3 separate regions of the Zea mays genome follow, and all the other regions are linked to region 2. Evidence: chromatin contacts called from public Hi-C data. All regions are on one chromosome and are shown on one strand. The core of a region is the stretch at or near the end of the contact, and the rest is flanking DNA. Distances in the headings are between cores, read along the strand shown. Region 1 holds the start of R-S (seed color component at R1). Region 2 holds the start of LOC103641988 (subtilisin-like protease 1). Region 3 holds the start of LOC100273486.

Region 1 (4,666 bases), core at 1,739-4,238, 260 kb after region 2:
TTAAATATTAATTCATTTAAATTGTATTTGCATATTTCTGTTAAAAATTAAAATATTTTCATATTTAAATTGTATTTTCATATTTCCACAATCACAGGCGGTTTTTCCTTAGGGTCCGTTTGTGAAAAGGATAGAGCACCACAGGCGGTCCTAAACAAAAACCGCTTGTGATACTATTACATCACAGGCGTACCAAACCGCCTGGGACATCACAGGCGGTTTTCTAACCGAACCGCCTGTGATGTAAAAAGCCTACCGCTTGTATAGGGCCAAATTGTACTAGTGAAAATTGTATTGTTTTATGATCCGGCCCTAACTTGACTTGATCCTTAAATTTGCTAGGCTAAATTAAATGGCCCGTTACCACCCCTAAGTGCAACTCACCACCAATCAATCACCAAACCAAATCCTCTCAAATCAAATGTTTTCCACCGAAAACACAAGAGGGGGAAGGGAAGAACAAGTGACCAAAACAACTCCAAATTTCAGCAAGTATGTAAAACTGATATGAAGATGTAAACAAACGTTGTGGACGTACCAACGATCCTTCCTTCGATTAAACTTTCTGATCACAAGATCACAGTCGATAGTACAAAATCACTGTGGATCTCTCGACTCAACAGATGTCTACCTAGAGAGAAAACTAAGAGTTCTAAATGAGTAGTCTCAAACAAAATGACAACCAAGAGATACCAAACTATCCAGCCCTCTGCTCTATTTATAGAGGGTTATTCTCACATCCAAAACTACCCTTTTTACATAGAGTATATCCACTCCACCGAGGCGAAATGGACCAACCCCTAGGTTTTCGATCTGACGGCCACGTCCTTCACACGGAGTTACTTCGCCTTGACGCACCCTCGACGATCACGCCACGAACCGCCATCGTTCTCTCCGGAACCGCCTACGCCGAGTTTTGAGGCCCAAACTCAGAAAAATCCACCATCTGTAGCGATGGGTGGTTTTGAGGCCCAAACCACCAAACTTGTCATGAGCACCGCACCTCGTGCATGTCCTCCACGACCAGATGTGTGTCCCGCCAGTCCTTGACCATGGCAACAACACGGTCCACTCCACTACGTCCTCGCGCGAGTGCATGTGCTGGGTGACAACCACTGTGGCTGGTCACCCGACTACTCTGGTCCATCAATCAAGACCCAGTACTCGTCCTTCACCGCTCCCGGTCTATCAGCACGAGCCCGCATGACCTTCACCTCAGCCGTCGACCACCGTCCCTATGATCCACACCTACACACCACAAGCCGACCGACATGGTTGCACAAGCATAATCTCACACTCTGGTCAGTCCACTTACTACCCCATAGTGCTAACTCATCATCAACCCAAACCACAAGGATCAAGTCAACCTTGTGTTCGCAATCTCCCCCTTGATGAGTGCATTGTCAATACCACCATATGAGTATATGTAAACATAAAGAGGAAGAAGAAGAGAAACTCACTCAAATGACCAAAAGCCAGATAAAATCCATATAAGTCATTTGGAGTAAGCAAAACTTTGTCCCCAAAGAAAACGGCAATGACTCAACACGACTAAGCGAGAAAAAGGTTAGCCCTCAATAAGAGGCAAAAGTAGGGCTCAACACCACTAGCGAGAAGCCAAAATCTCATCGGAGCACAAAAAGCTTTATTGGAGCATAAAAACCAATCCAGGGCATAAAATCAGCACAAAAGCTAAAATCAAAGCTAGTTTCTCTAGAAAGAGGCAAACAACTCAACAGAACTAGCAAAAATCTCCAAAAGGCTCAATTCTCCTCCCCTGTCATAATACTCCAAAAAATCTCTCACAAAGACCAACATCTCCAAATAACACATCTCTCCCCCTTGGATGAGAGGAAGCTCGAACGACAAAATTTCTCCCCCTTGATAGAGGAACTGGGAAATCTCAAAATCTCTCACTTTTGTTGACAAGTGACCTCATTAGGCACAAACAAGGGTAGAAAGAAAAACTTCCCCTCGACAAGAGAAGTCCCCGTGAGAAAATGCAGAAATGCAACAGAGAGTAGGAAATGGAGAAAATGCAGGAGCTTCAGGAGTATACCAGTCAAAGTGTAAAAATGTTCTAAGTGGTGTTGTGCTAAGTGTGCATCAATAAATGCACGTGCTAGCAGATGCTCAAACTGATCATATGCACAAGATATGTGAAGTGTAAGTATTTTGATTCAGTTTTAAACATTTTAAAGAGGTGTTCATCACAAAGATAGCACTAAGCATATAATAAGTAGGAAATCAACTAAGTGCCAGTAACAGGTAAACAAGGTGAACTACCCAAACAACGGTCACTCATGATGCTAGAAACATATATGAAATAGATACCATTTGAAATTTTCAAGATTTATCGGATGTTGCAGCGGATTCCAAATTTCATTGAAAGGCATGTGAGTGTGAGAGGTTGTAAGCATTGTCTTTGTCTAACTTTTCAACCGGATGTAGCCTATGCAGAAAAGCAACCAGAAGCTAAAAACACGGTTTTTATCTTCTACTACACTGCTCAAGTTCATCCAAAAGTATAAATGGAAGCAGTCTCGATACAGTGATGTGGTGGCAAATGCAAACACGTCTCGATCTTCCTGATTAACACTTATAACCCACGAGCTTTTTGAACCAAACAAGGGTTGTTGTGGGTTGAACCCGTCCCAACCATCATCAACTCGCTAGCCAAACACACGCTTAGGGGCCAAAGCAGTGCTATAATATGAGTGGTGGCGCTATTATATATAGCGTCAGAGAACTTAGATCTGATATTCTGATGAAGAAAAAATGACTTTACTGACTACGAAAGAAGAAGAAAGGAGCTATAGAGAGAGAGAAAAAGAGGGGTCGTGTAGTGCTTAAACTGTACATGAACAGCAGTAGTGTTACAGAAGCTAAACTCAACCAGAGCTCCACCAAAGACAAAGAGGGTCTACTTCCATCACCGTCTTGCTCGGTCACTTGGAGCTCTGTCCATAAATTAAACCCATCTTGGATCCCAAGGTTCGTGGCATATCTGTAGGCATCTACCCCGTCTTCGTCGTCCGCTCCTCACTAGCTACCAAGAGGTCGCCATTATTGCCAACATAGAGTGTACGTGGATGTCTATATATATGCCTACTTGCACCCATATGGCATAGGCGTTCGATCCCCTTAGCGCGGAGGAGAGCTCCTCCGGTTCTTCTCTACCCTTCGCATGGAAGTTCTTGCATTGCTTCGTTGCTTCTCTAGTTTCTTCCTTCTACGTCTTTCCAGCATACGCATGCCCCTCGTCCGCCGGTTCACGAGGCATCGTCTGATGATCAGTAGATAATAAGCAATATAATACTGATCTAGAATCGAGTTGTTGTACTCTTCGCAGATAGGTTCGTTCCTTCACATAGAAGCGAGTACAGACTACAGACCACACAGTATCAGCTGGCACAAAACGAAAATGGTTACTTGCAAATTGCATGCACGAGCTAGAATTATATTCTTCTAATCTTCTTCGTTGACTTTCTGGCTTCAGCAGGCGCGTGATGGCGCTTTCAGCTTCCCGAGTTCAGCAGGCGGAAGAACTGCTGCAACGACCTGCTGAGAGGCAGCTGATGAGGAGCCAGCTTGCTGCAGCCGCCAGGAGCATCAACTGGAGCTACGCCCTCTTCTGGTCCATTTCAGACACTCAACCAGGGTAAATTAAAGTCTTATTAATTATGTACAGTTGATATTTGGTTGGCAGTTTTCTGTAGTTTTGCTGAATGATGATCATCGTCGCATCATTTGCCTGAGCTTTTATAGATCCCAGGCTCCCAGCGCATACATATCAAATAAAGAGCATTTACTTAAACTTTTTTTTGCAGAAAAGGCTTGAGCCTTTTTGTTTGCAATGATGTCGCCAGGTTTTATATCCAATTTAGTTAATGATAGTACTTTGCTACTGTTCAATCTCGATTTAAGAGAGTACTGGACCGATTTTCAAATCATGCGTCCTGTGTGGCCGCGTGTGTTCTCTTCTCTCTACGGCTTGTTCGGTTATTCCCATTTCACATGAATTAAATTATATTGAAAAAAAATTAAGAAAAAAATTAATTTACTTGAAATTTAAACTCATATACTCTCACTAAATCCACATAGATTGGAAGATAACCGAATAAGCCCTACGTGGTCAATTAAACTCTCCTTTCTTTGCCGTTGTAGTTGTAGCTATATGCAGTGTTACCATTACCAAGCCCGGAAACTCCCATTTTTTATTTTTCCACTTGTAATACCACAGTTATGAGCTGAAACTATGCAAGTAGACTAGTAGAGTGTACGTATGAGCAACCGGAAACTAAACCCATTTATTATTAGGCTTTGCTATGACCTATGATACTCCTAGCTAATTATAGACCGTCAATCTAGATAGACATTTTTTTAGTTTGATAAATAGAGAAATAAGCAAAGTTTTAGGTAAATGTCTACCAATTGGATCTAACATGCATGCAACCGCACGGGGCATGCGTCTGCATGTCTGGTTCCTTTTTTTAAAAGGTATGTATGCTTGGTTCCTAACGTGACAAGTGGTGGTCTTTTCATTAATTGTTCTATGTGCAGCTGTAATTTATGTATCTAAACGTGAACTGTATTGTTTTTTTACAAATGCGTGACAAAAGTAGAAGTGTGTTTTAGTTATTTATTTAAATTCGAATGTGAAAGT
Region 2 (4,741 bases), core at 2,057-4,556:
AGTATGTGACATTCGAACTCCACTTTTAGCGTTCCAAACGGTGTACAACAAAATAAAGTGTTGTATGCAGCAGTTGGCTGCAGCAGATTTTTTTGCTCTAGGTAACGTTATGTTGGATAGAGTTATGAATGCAGCAGATGACTGCGGACATCCTTAGCCTAGGCTACAGGCTACTGTCCCTCTCAAAGTCAGAAAGTCAGAACAGTAGAAGAGAATGACTCGTCAAGTTGTTACCGAGCTCAAATTGTGTATCCTAGCGGATGTTAAAATGAACAGAATCAGACGTTCAATTAATCATGTTCTAATCAAAATCGGCCAAACCATAATTGGTAAATGAGGATACATTTAAAAATGAATAGTATCAAAAGAGAAGACGCACGTGTTCAATTAATCATGTTATGATAAAAACCGGATAAACCACAATTGGTAAACGAGGATACATTTGGTTTTCGTACCCGGCTTTGCCCCATAGCCTGTGGCCAAAGTTGGTCATGCAATATAAAATATGAATTACTCGACATTGTTAATGGTAGAACCACGACGTTGTTAAACTTGTAATAAATTCGTCAGGAATTTCTTAATAATAAATATATAAAAAAACAAGGAGGTAATTATATATGTATCTCTCACTTCCACCACAAATGGAGGGATTTGCTCTGCATCTGCATGCCTAATTTAGTCTACCGAATCAAAAGTGAATGAAGCTCACAATCCCATCGATTTCAAGCGCTGGCTCATATGGCAAACTAATCGTTACCATGTACGTAATAAGTAGGCATTTGCCAGCTGCTATCGAGGGTTACGGTTTACGTGTCTCCGCCGGCGAGGGCCCGGATTCGTTAGTGACGAGGATCGGGCTGCGCACGACGTACTTGCCGGACAACCACTTGAGCTCCCCCTCGACAGGGCCGGTAAGCGCCTGGCCGTTGGCCGACTTGATTGTGACAGAGTAGTTCAGGACCTCTTCCAGCGCCTTGAAAGTCAGCTTCGGCGGGTTCACCTCCACTGTCACCGACGCCGGCACGTTCACCTCCACGGTGTACGTCGAGCTGGCCGCGCCGACGTTCGTGACGGAGCGGTTGGCCTTCGCGGTGAAGGGCGGCTGGTTGAGGATGACGGTGATGGACGGGTAGTTGAGGTCGTCCTGTTCGAGCCTTGACAGCTTGGCGCACGACACCGGCGGCTCCGGGTAGATGATCGTGCTCACCTTGTCGTCCGTGTAGTTGAGCCCGCACAGGTACGGCACGTAGCCCATGGCCGTCATGTTGTACACGAGGCCAGGGTCCATGGCCTTCTTCGGGTTCACGTGGCCGGCGCCAATGGCGACCAAGTTCGCCGGCCTGCCGTTGACGTCCTGGATCGGCTTCCGGAGGTTGTCGTTAGGCTCCGCCGTCGTCATCAGGGCCGATTTGATGACCGCGGGCGACCAGGTCGGGTGCGCGTGCTTGATCAGCGCGGCGATCCCGCTCAGGTGCGGCGCGGCCATGGACGTGCCGGACTTGATGTCGAACCTGGGCACCTCCGCGTTGCGCAGCAGGTCCACGTCCTCGATCGAGGGCACGCCGGCGATGATGTTCACCCCGGGGCCGATGATGTCGGGTTTCAGAATCCCACGGCTCCTCCTGTTCGGGCCCCGCGAGGAGAAGGGCGCCACCATCGGCGACCTTGGGGTGTTGAACGCTGCCCCTTTGAAGACGAACGTCGCCGTCGGGCCCCGCGCCTTGTGGATGTAGGCCTTGATCTTCTGCCCCGCCGCGTTAGAGACTTGCACCGTCGGGATGGCGTGCGGCCTCGGGATGATTACCGGACCGAACAACTCCGGGGTCACCACGATCATTCCGACCACGCCGATGCCCTTTAGCATCTTGGCCTTCGCGGTGCTGACATCGCCGCCGGCTTCGCAGATGATGATCTTTCCGGAGACGTTTTGTGCCTTCAGCACGTTCCCGTTGACGCACAGGCCATCGGACACGTCGCGCACCAGCGGGACCAGGTCGCCCATGGTGGTGTTAGGGTCGTTGAGCGACTCGCCGTCAATCTGGACGTTGTCCCCAAGCTTTACGGAGGCCAAGAACCTCCTGTCGGTGGTGCTGGCGCCCACGGTGAGCAGCCACGGCGCCTCGTTGACGAGGGTCGAGGGGGACGGGCCGGTGTTGCCCGCCGCGGCGCAGATGAACACGCCGTTGAGGATCGCCGTGTACCCGGCGAGCGAGACGGGGTCGTCCGAGAAGTCGATGGCATCCTCGTGGCCAAGCGACAGCGACAGGATGTCGACGCCGTCCCCGATGGCGTCGTCCACCGCTGCCAGTATGTCGTCCCGGTCGCAGCCCTTGTCCTCGTAGCACACCTGGTAGAACGCGATGTGCGCGCGCGGGGCCATGCCGGCCGCCGTGCCGAGCCCGTTGCCGAAGACGCTGGCGTTGGGCACGAACGCGCCGGCCGCGGTGCTGGACGTGTGCGTCCCGTGCTGCCCCTCGGCGATCGGGAGCACCGGGTCGCGGAGGCCCTTCCACTTCCACTTGGCCGACTCGAAGTAGGACCGCGCGCCGATGAGCTTGTTGTTGCACACCGTCTTGTTGAAGTCGCACCGGCCCTTCCACTTGGCCGGCGGCGGCTGCATCCCGGCCCCGTCGAACGACGGGTGCCCGGCGTAGATGCCGTCGTCGAGGATCCCGATGATGACGCCCTCGCCCATGTTGCTTGTGTTCCACAGGCCGCCGTGCCGTCGGCCGCCCATGAGCCCGAGCATGTGCGGCGTGCGCGTGGTCAGGAGGTGAAACGTCTGCTCGGGGAGGGCTCGATCGAACCACTCCATCTTGGACATCTTGTCCAGCTCCTCCGGCGTCATGCGGGCGGCGAAGCCGTTGACGACGGTGCGGTAGGAGTAGATGAGCCGGCTAATGGCGGTCGGGTCCGCTTCTAGGACCTCCTTGGCAGTGTCGCACACCGACGACAGGAGCGACGCGTGCCAGCTCGACACGTTCTTGTGCACATTCTTGTCGTACTCGTACCTGCTGCGCACAATGACGAGGTAGTTTTTGTGCTCGCCGTGGTCATTGTGGCTCGCGACCGGAGTGATCGCCGCCGGGGACAGGAGGAGGAGGAGGAGGAGCACGGCCGCGGCAGCGCGGAGGCCAAGACACGGTAGCGTGAACCTTGTGTGGATTGGATTGTCCATGGGGGGTGTGGCGGAACGAAATGGGAGGGAGATGACACTACGACGAGGTGCGCTACATGCCTCTTGCACTTGCAGGTTTGTTCTTGTGCTCTAAAAGTGGCTAAGCGTTCTGTGGTAAAGTGGTGGTGTGGCTTAAAATAGGGAATGGATGCAAAGATTTGTGTTTGCTTGGTCCTGTTCCTGACCACACAACTTCTTGCGGAGGAAATGGAGACGAGAGATGTACGCCTCTCCTAACTATGGCATGCATATATATGGGACCTCGGAAAAAGGATTTGTTTAATTTTGCATGACACTAAAGTTTTCAAAGCTAGCGAGCTGCCTCTACGGCTCTACCACATCAAACGCAAGATTTTCAAATTGGGTGTATATGCGACCAGATAGTTCCCATCAAGTAAATAACTAATAAAAGTTCATAAAAGCTACAGAAGCACACCATAAAGTAAAAAATAATAATGTCGTAACAGTCTAAAATCTTGAGCAAATTAAAGTTTAGGGCCGTCTTAGAGCCTAAACATCAAACTAACAAATATAAAGTTTACCGCCGTCATAGAGCATCATCAATAAGATGCCTCCAAATAGTGTCCTAAAAATTAAAATATTATATCATTTAAAGTGTTCAGAACACTAAAAATGATTGAGCTCTAACAGTTAAGAACTAAATCATGTAATTTAGGAAATTGTTAAGCTTCTCGGTTGGGTATGGCTGACTAAAAATTTATGACTGAAGAGATAGTCATGGAACTGTGGTTGGTTGGTTTCTTAAGTCTAATTAGCGGCTCTAATGCCATGTAATTCTTATGTGTTTTCTCATATGTTTTTAGTACTTTTATTTTTCACTTAAGACCTTGTCTGGTTTCAGAAACTAAAGATTAGTCATTCTATTTTAGTCCCTAAATTATCAAACGATGGAACTAAAACATGGACTAAATTGCTTATCTCTAGCCTCTCAAGGGGTGACTATAAGTGATTAAACCATATTAATTCCACCATTTATTTTAGTTACACAGAGAATGTTAAGAGACATTATTTCTTATGAGTCATTTAATACGTTCTAAATACTTTTAGTCTCTGTTACCAAATAGGGTAGGGACTAAACTTTAGACTGCAACTAAACTTTAATCCCTGCACTAAAGGAACCAAACATACCTTAAGTCTATTTGGATCATTTCATTTTGGAAGAATTGAAATCTACTTAATAAAGTAGCTTATTTGGCTTGGAATATGACATTGCATCATTTTCAAAAATCCAGATATAAGTCTATTTTAAATTTGTAGGGTGAAGGATGAAAACTAATTATATGTATCACCGGACTATGTTTCTACTCTGCGACTTATAACACGCTCTTCACCCTTTTCCCTATAACATAAATGTAGCACATAAATATCTTCATCGTATTACCAACAATAGTATACACACATATAATCCGTATAAAAATCATATTAGCTTAACTAGGTGAGTGCCCGTGCGTTGCAACGGAAACGTATAATACCACAGTAAATTATGTATAAATATGTGTTATATTGTTATTTTAATCTAACTATTTCACCAGCACATTACAA
Region 3 (4,685 bases), core at 1,593-4,092, 150 kb after region 2:
GCCTAAAAGTTGGAGCTTCCGGCAAAGTAAACCCACGGAAAATATCGACCTAAAACACAGAAAAGAATCATGGTGAGCATACCAAAAATATTACACTATTTATCATGTTTGTCCTTTTAACATTAATTCAAGAAAATGCAACCATGCAAATCTCTTAAAGCCATGTCTGCTCTCATATTTATTTATTTTAAGTGATGTAATTCAAAGTATACAAGCACAAGGTTATTCTTCAAATGGGAACAGTATGGTTCCATTGAGAGTCTTAAATCCATTCGATGCACAATGAATAAAACATCATAGATACTGCCTTACATTATACTTACCTCTAGTGGTTCTAAGTGCAAAATTTGTTCCAGCAAAGAATGTTCAGGTGTTTCCTCTGCATTCCATATTGTTTTTGGTTGTAACAAATGTCCATATTGATTGGGCAATATGAAGCAGGTCAGCTGTAATAGAACGGTCAACAATAAGCAAGAGATGATTATACGCATCTGGAAAAGCCATAAACCAAGTGTTCACTAAGAAAAGAGAATCCTACAGCTAAAGAAATGATAAGTTAAAGTGGGACTGTTTGAAATAAGCACCTTTGATAGTGCAACAACATTGACTTGATGAACAGAACTATTAGTTCCTACAAAATAATGCAAAGCATCAGTAATTAAAGAAATGAAATCACATAAGACATCACTGTTTTATATCTTTTCATGCAGAATGAGTTTGAACATAATTAAACCAAATTATCATGACATGAAATGTCTTACCATAACCAAAGTAGTCGTACTTATTTAACACATAGTCTGGGCGATTTGCTTCTTCTGCATTCGCAGGTGCAGAAACTTCAGCCTTCAGGATAATGAGGATGTCATTGAAGTAGCAGAAAATATTACTGCTAAAAATAGAATCAGCTTCTGCCCCCACTCCTACTATGGTAAATAACAAGGTACATGTAATTCCAGCATATTTTCTTGTTGATACTAACACATTTCAAAGCAAAAATAACGAGTTTAAGGTATGAAAGCAGCGCGAAAGGGCCTCTAGCCTAGTGGTTAAGGACTTCCGAGTAGCACCTCCAAGTCCTGGGTTCGATTCCTCCCGGGAGCGAATTTTCAGGCTTGGTTAAAAAAATCCCCTCGCTGTGCCCCATCCGCTCTCGGGTTACGATGTCCTGTGCGCCACCCTCCGGTTGGGCCGTTGCAGAGTGGACAGTTGACGCCGGCCCGTTAGTGATGGGGGGCCAGGGTTCGGGGATTTTCTCGGCCGGGACTATTGTTTCAGTCTCTTCTTAAATATAATACCGGGAGGGCGGTCTTTCCCTCCCCGGCCGAGTTTTAAGGTATGAAAGCAGCAGCACGACAAATTAATAATATAATAGAGTTAGGGTAGGAAAAGTTAAGGAAGATCATTGTTATAAAAATTGTTCTTCACTCAGTCAAGTTTAAGTCTTTCACCGAAAGAACAAAACAAACAGTCATTGTTATAAAAGTTGTATGAAAGAACAAAACAAACAGTCATTGTTACAAAAGTTGTTCTTTTGCAATCTACTAGGGATCAATATAGAAAGAAAAGCCATGCTAAATTATGGTCCACCTGTTTCAAATGAGTATTCAATTACTGATGTGATATATCCATGTTGGGTATTTTTCAATGGTATTACAACCTACTGCGCACCAGTACAGAATCAAATAATCATCAACACTGAAGATGGGTGGAATTGAAGTATAGAAGTTTCTTTTATGAACATTTATTTGTTCCAGCGCAGATTCAATGAAACATCAGCTCAGAAGATGGGTGGTAACCATGAAGATGGGTGGTAACCGTGAGGTGAAAAGGGACACTACAAGAAACGTTTAGCGCATATAACTCTTTAGCTTAACCATCTAAAGTTGTACATGTATGCATAGAACCTACAAAAGCAAGAATTTCCATAAATTTTACCTGGCCATCCACTATGATGTAAAGGCCATTGACAGGTTCACCTTCGCGAGCGACATAGTCACCAGGTTCTGCAACGTACCAGTATCAGAGCCAAATATTATTCACCTTGACGCCACACCACTTTCAATGACAGAAAAAATAAAATCCTATTTTAACCAGTAGAGCCTTATATAATGGGAGCACATTAAGCAGGCACCAAGGGTCAAACAATTAAAATTAAACATAATCCATGCATTATGGACTACTGGTTAGAGCTTTGACAGAAAGACCACCACCCTCTTTCTCCCCGAGCTATGTTCGCATTGGGTTACATCTGAAACTTGAATTTTCTTGTAATCTCATACATAGACTAACAATAAACACCCGCAAATACTTCGTGAGCTTAGCACAAAGTCAGTTTCTCACTCCGTCCGAGGGCACGTCCACTTCCAAAAGCACAAACTGATACCATATCACAGAGTAAGCACAGGGTATCCACCTCAAACACAAGAAACTGATCAAACGATAATCGATCCAGCCTGCTAGCGCACAGTAGCGCCCACGGACGCGCTAGGTACGTACCGTAGTTCTTGACCTGGACGGCCTCCGCGATTCTGCGGATAGAGGAACCCGGGAGGCACTGCAGGAGGGGCACCTGGCCCAGGAATTCGGTCACTGCACACCAATGGCAACCAGGCCCCAGATTAGCCAGATCGCACTCAAATTCGGCGAGGTCCGCGTTGGCGCTGCTTTACCTTCTTCATGATCCATCGCCTGTGCGGCTGCAGCAACGGCGAGCAGGGGTGTCGGCGGCAGGGGCAGCGAGGTGGCTACGGTTGAGGGCGGAGGACGCGAACAAAAAAAAGTCTCAGATTTAAAGACAAGGAGAAGAGAGCGATAGACCAGAGATTGGTTGGCCGTGGAATTCGTGGTCGTTGCGAAGATGGAGATGAGAGAACAACTCAAACACGGGACTACGGGAGAGACTCCAATTAGCGGGCAATTCCCTAGCGGATGAAGATCTTAGACCTCTCCAAAAATCTCTTTATTTTGTACTCTTAATTTAACTTTTTATTTATCCTTTCATAAAGATTAAACTCTATATATAATATTTCATTCTAACGGATTCTCCAACATCCAGGTTAGCTCACGTGCTACAGATTCCGTTACAGAATCGATTCCGTTGCGAATTAGATTGAACAGGCAGATTAAAATAAATTTTTAATTATAGATAAAACCTCTTTAAAAAGATAGAAAACCGAGCAACACTAGTTTTCATTTATATACATATATATTTTGTTTGGTTAGGTGTGTGGTTGTGAGTTTAGAGCCAATAGCCATGATTTTATATCTCTCATTTATGCATAATTTTAGCATTTTTAGCATTTAAATGTGCAGGACTAGGTAGATCTTCGAAACGTGTACTTTATAATATACTAGTCAGTTGCTCGTGTATTGCGATGGTTTACAACAATACCCACGTAAACTATTCACAAAAAAGATCTCAAGTTTTTTTATTAATTGTCTTCGCTCTCTGCATAATATTTTTTTATTTGACTTACTAATGTTGTTGTTTACTCCATCCAATATGTCTTCGTACAACACGGCCAATGAAAAGAGCGATTAAAATAGAGTTCACAATGACTGACTGAACGAACAGAAATTGTAGAATGACATGATTCCACCATACAGAGACCAAATAAGATGAAGTTTGTGAGCTCGAGTTTCTAAAATAAGCCACATGAACTCAAACTTATAAAAAGATAGATCAAAATATTGAGTGGTTGCTAAAGTCAGGCATCAATACAAACTAGATGTGCTCTATACAAATTATAGTACTTCGTAGCAATTACTAACGTTTAAAACCAACAAATAATCTTTTCTTTTACTGTTAGCATGACAAATCATTGCTGCTCCATCCGATTCAGCAGCCTCAAACACCATGGAGTCCATTGCACCAATGTGGTCTCAGAAACGACCTAATACATGCAAGAGCCAACACCACAAGGGACAAGCACCATGGGTAGTGTTCGTATGGATCTCCAAATCCTAACACATATTTTGCAGGATCCATGAGCCATCATCAGAAGAACACAAACCATGTGCAGACAATAAATAAAGTATTAACACACCCAAATTATGTTCAGTCCTTACCACAACAAAAAACTAACACACAAAACAACAAAGGAACAACACAATAATTTTTGCAATAACAGAAGGATGAGTGACTTGTATATAGAAGTGGTAGAAGCATACCGAGTCGACACCGTGGTAAGGGAAAGGTCATGTAGACAGGCGACGCCGAGCCATCGAACGCGTACCATAGGCAGTAAATTAGGGACCACCATCCGTTGCCTCCCCCATTTCTAAGGTTTCGTAGGGTACGAAGGGAAGGGAAGAGGCGGGCATATATATTCGTTGCCGGAGAAGGACACGGTGAAGACCTGGGCATCTGGAGTCGACATAGATAATATACCGCTAGATACATATAGGGAGAGAGCACGCAAGCAGAGAAAGAAGCCCGGCCGGAGTAGCTCTAAACCTAGAGGCACCCGCACCAGGCGTCAGTCCGAGAAGGGCGAGAGAATGCGAGTGCCTTCCTAGTCCTGGACCCACCGAGCGACACAACACCACCACCAACTCCGTAGCATATGCCGACTGCTGCGACGCTGTCACACCCGGGTTTCGGAGCACCAAGACCCGGGCGCGAACATAATCACCAGGTGCTGGGACCAAGTCTCACACATATGATGAATCATGGCACAGGATCG

What was found. Hi-C and Micro-C count contacts between places; a contact is called where the count stands out from the background.
Region 1: a contact with region 2 is called in a Hi-C map of leaf, with 4 times the contacts expected there. The contact joins the promoter of R-S here to the promoter of LOC103641988 in region 2. A contact is called at or near these places in 3 of 25 Hi-C or Micro-C datasets (all in leaf).
Region 3: a Hi-C map of ear shows a contact between it and region 2, with 1.6 times the contacts expected there. The contact joins the promoter of LOC100273486 here to the promoter of LOC103641988 in region 2. A contact is called at or near these places in 2 of 25 Hi-C or Micro-C datasets (ear and leaf).

Annotation. Positions count from the first base shown.
Region 1 is chr10:141,184,507-141,189,172 of Zm-B73-REFERENCE-NAM-5.0, forward strand. It overlaps R-S (seed color component at R1), which reads left to right and starts at 2,989. Exons shown (of 9, transcript NM_001111869.2): 1 at 2,989-3,356; 2 at 3,503-3,661. The coding sequence starts at 3,510.
Region 2 is chr10:140,928,713-140,933,453 of Zm-B73-REFERENCE-NAM-5.0, forward strand. It overlaps LOC103641988 (subtilisin-like protease 1), which reads right to left and starts at 3,307. Exons shown (of 1, transcript XM_008665292.3): 1 at 547-3,307. The coding sequence starts at 3,178. The coding sequence ends at 800.
Region 3 is chr10:141,077,315-141,081,999 of Zm-B73-REFERENCE-NAM-5.0, forward strand. It overlaps LOC100273486, which reads right to left and starts at 2,843. Exons shown (of 17, transcript NM_001147923.1): 1 at 2,670-2,843; 2 at 2,497-2,589; 3 at 1,936-2,003; 4 at 762-843; 5 at 585-631; 6 at 324-446; 7 at 1-49. The coding sequence starts at 2,685.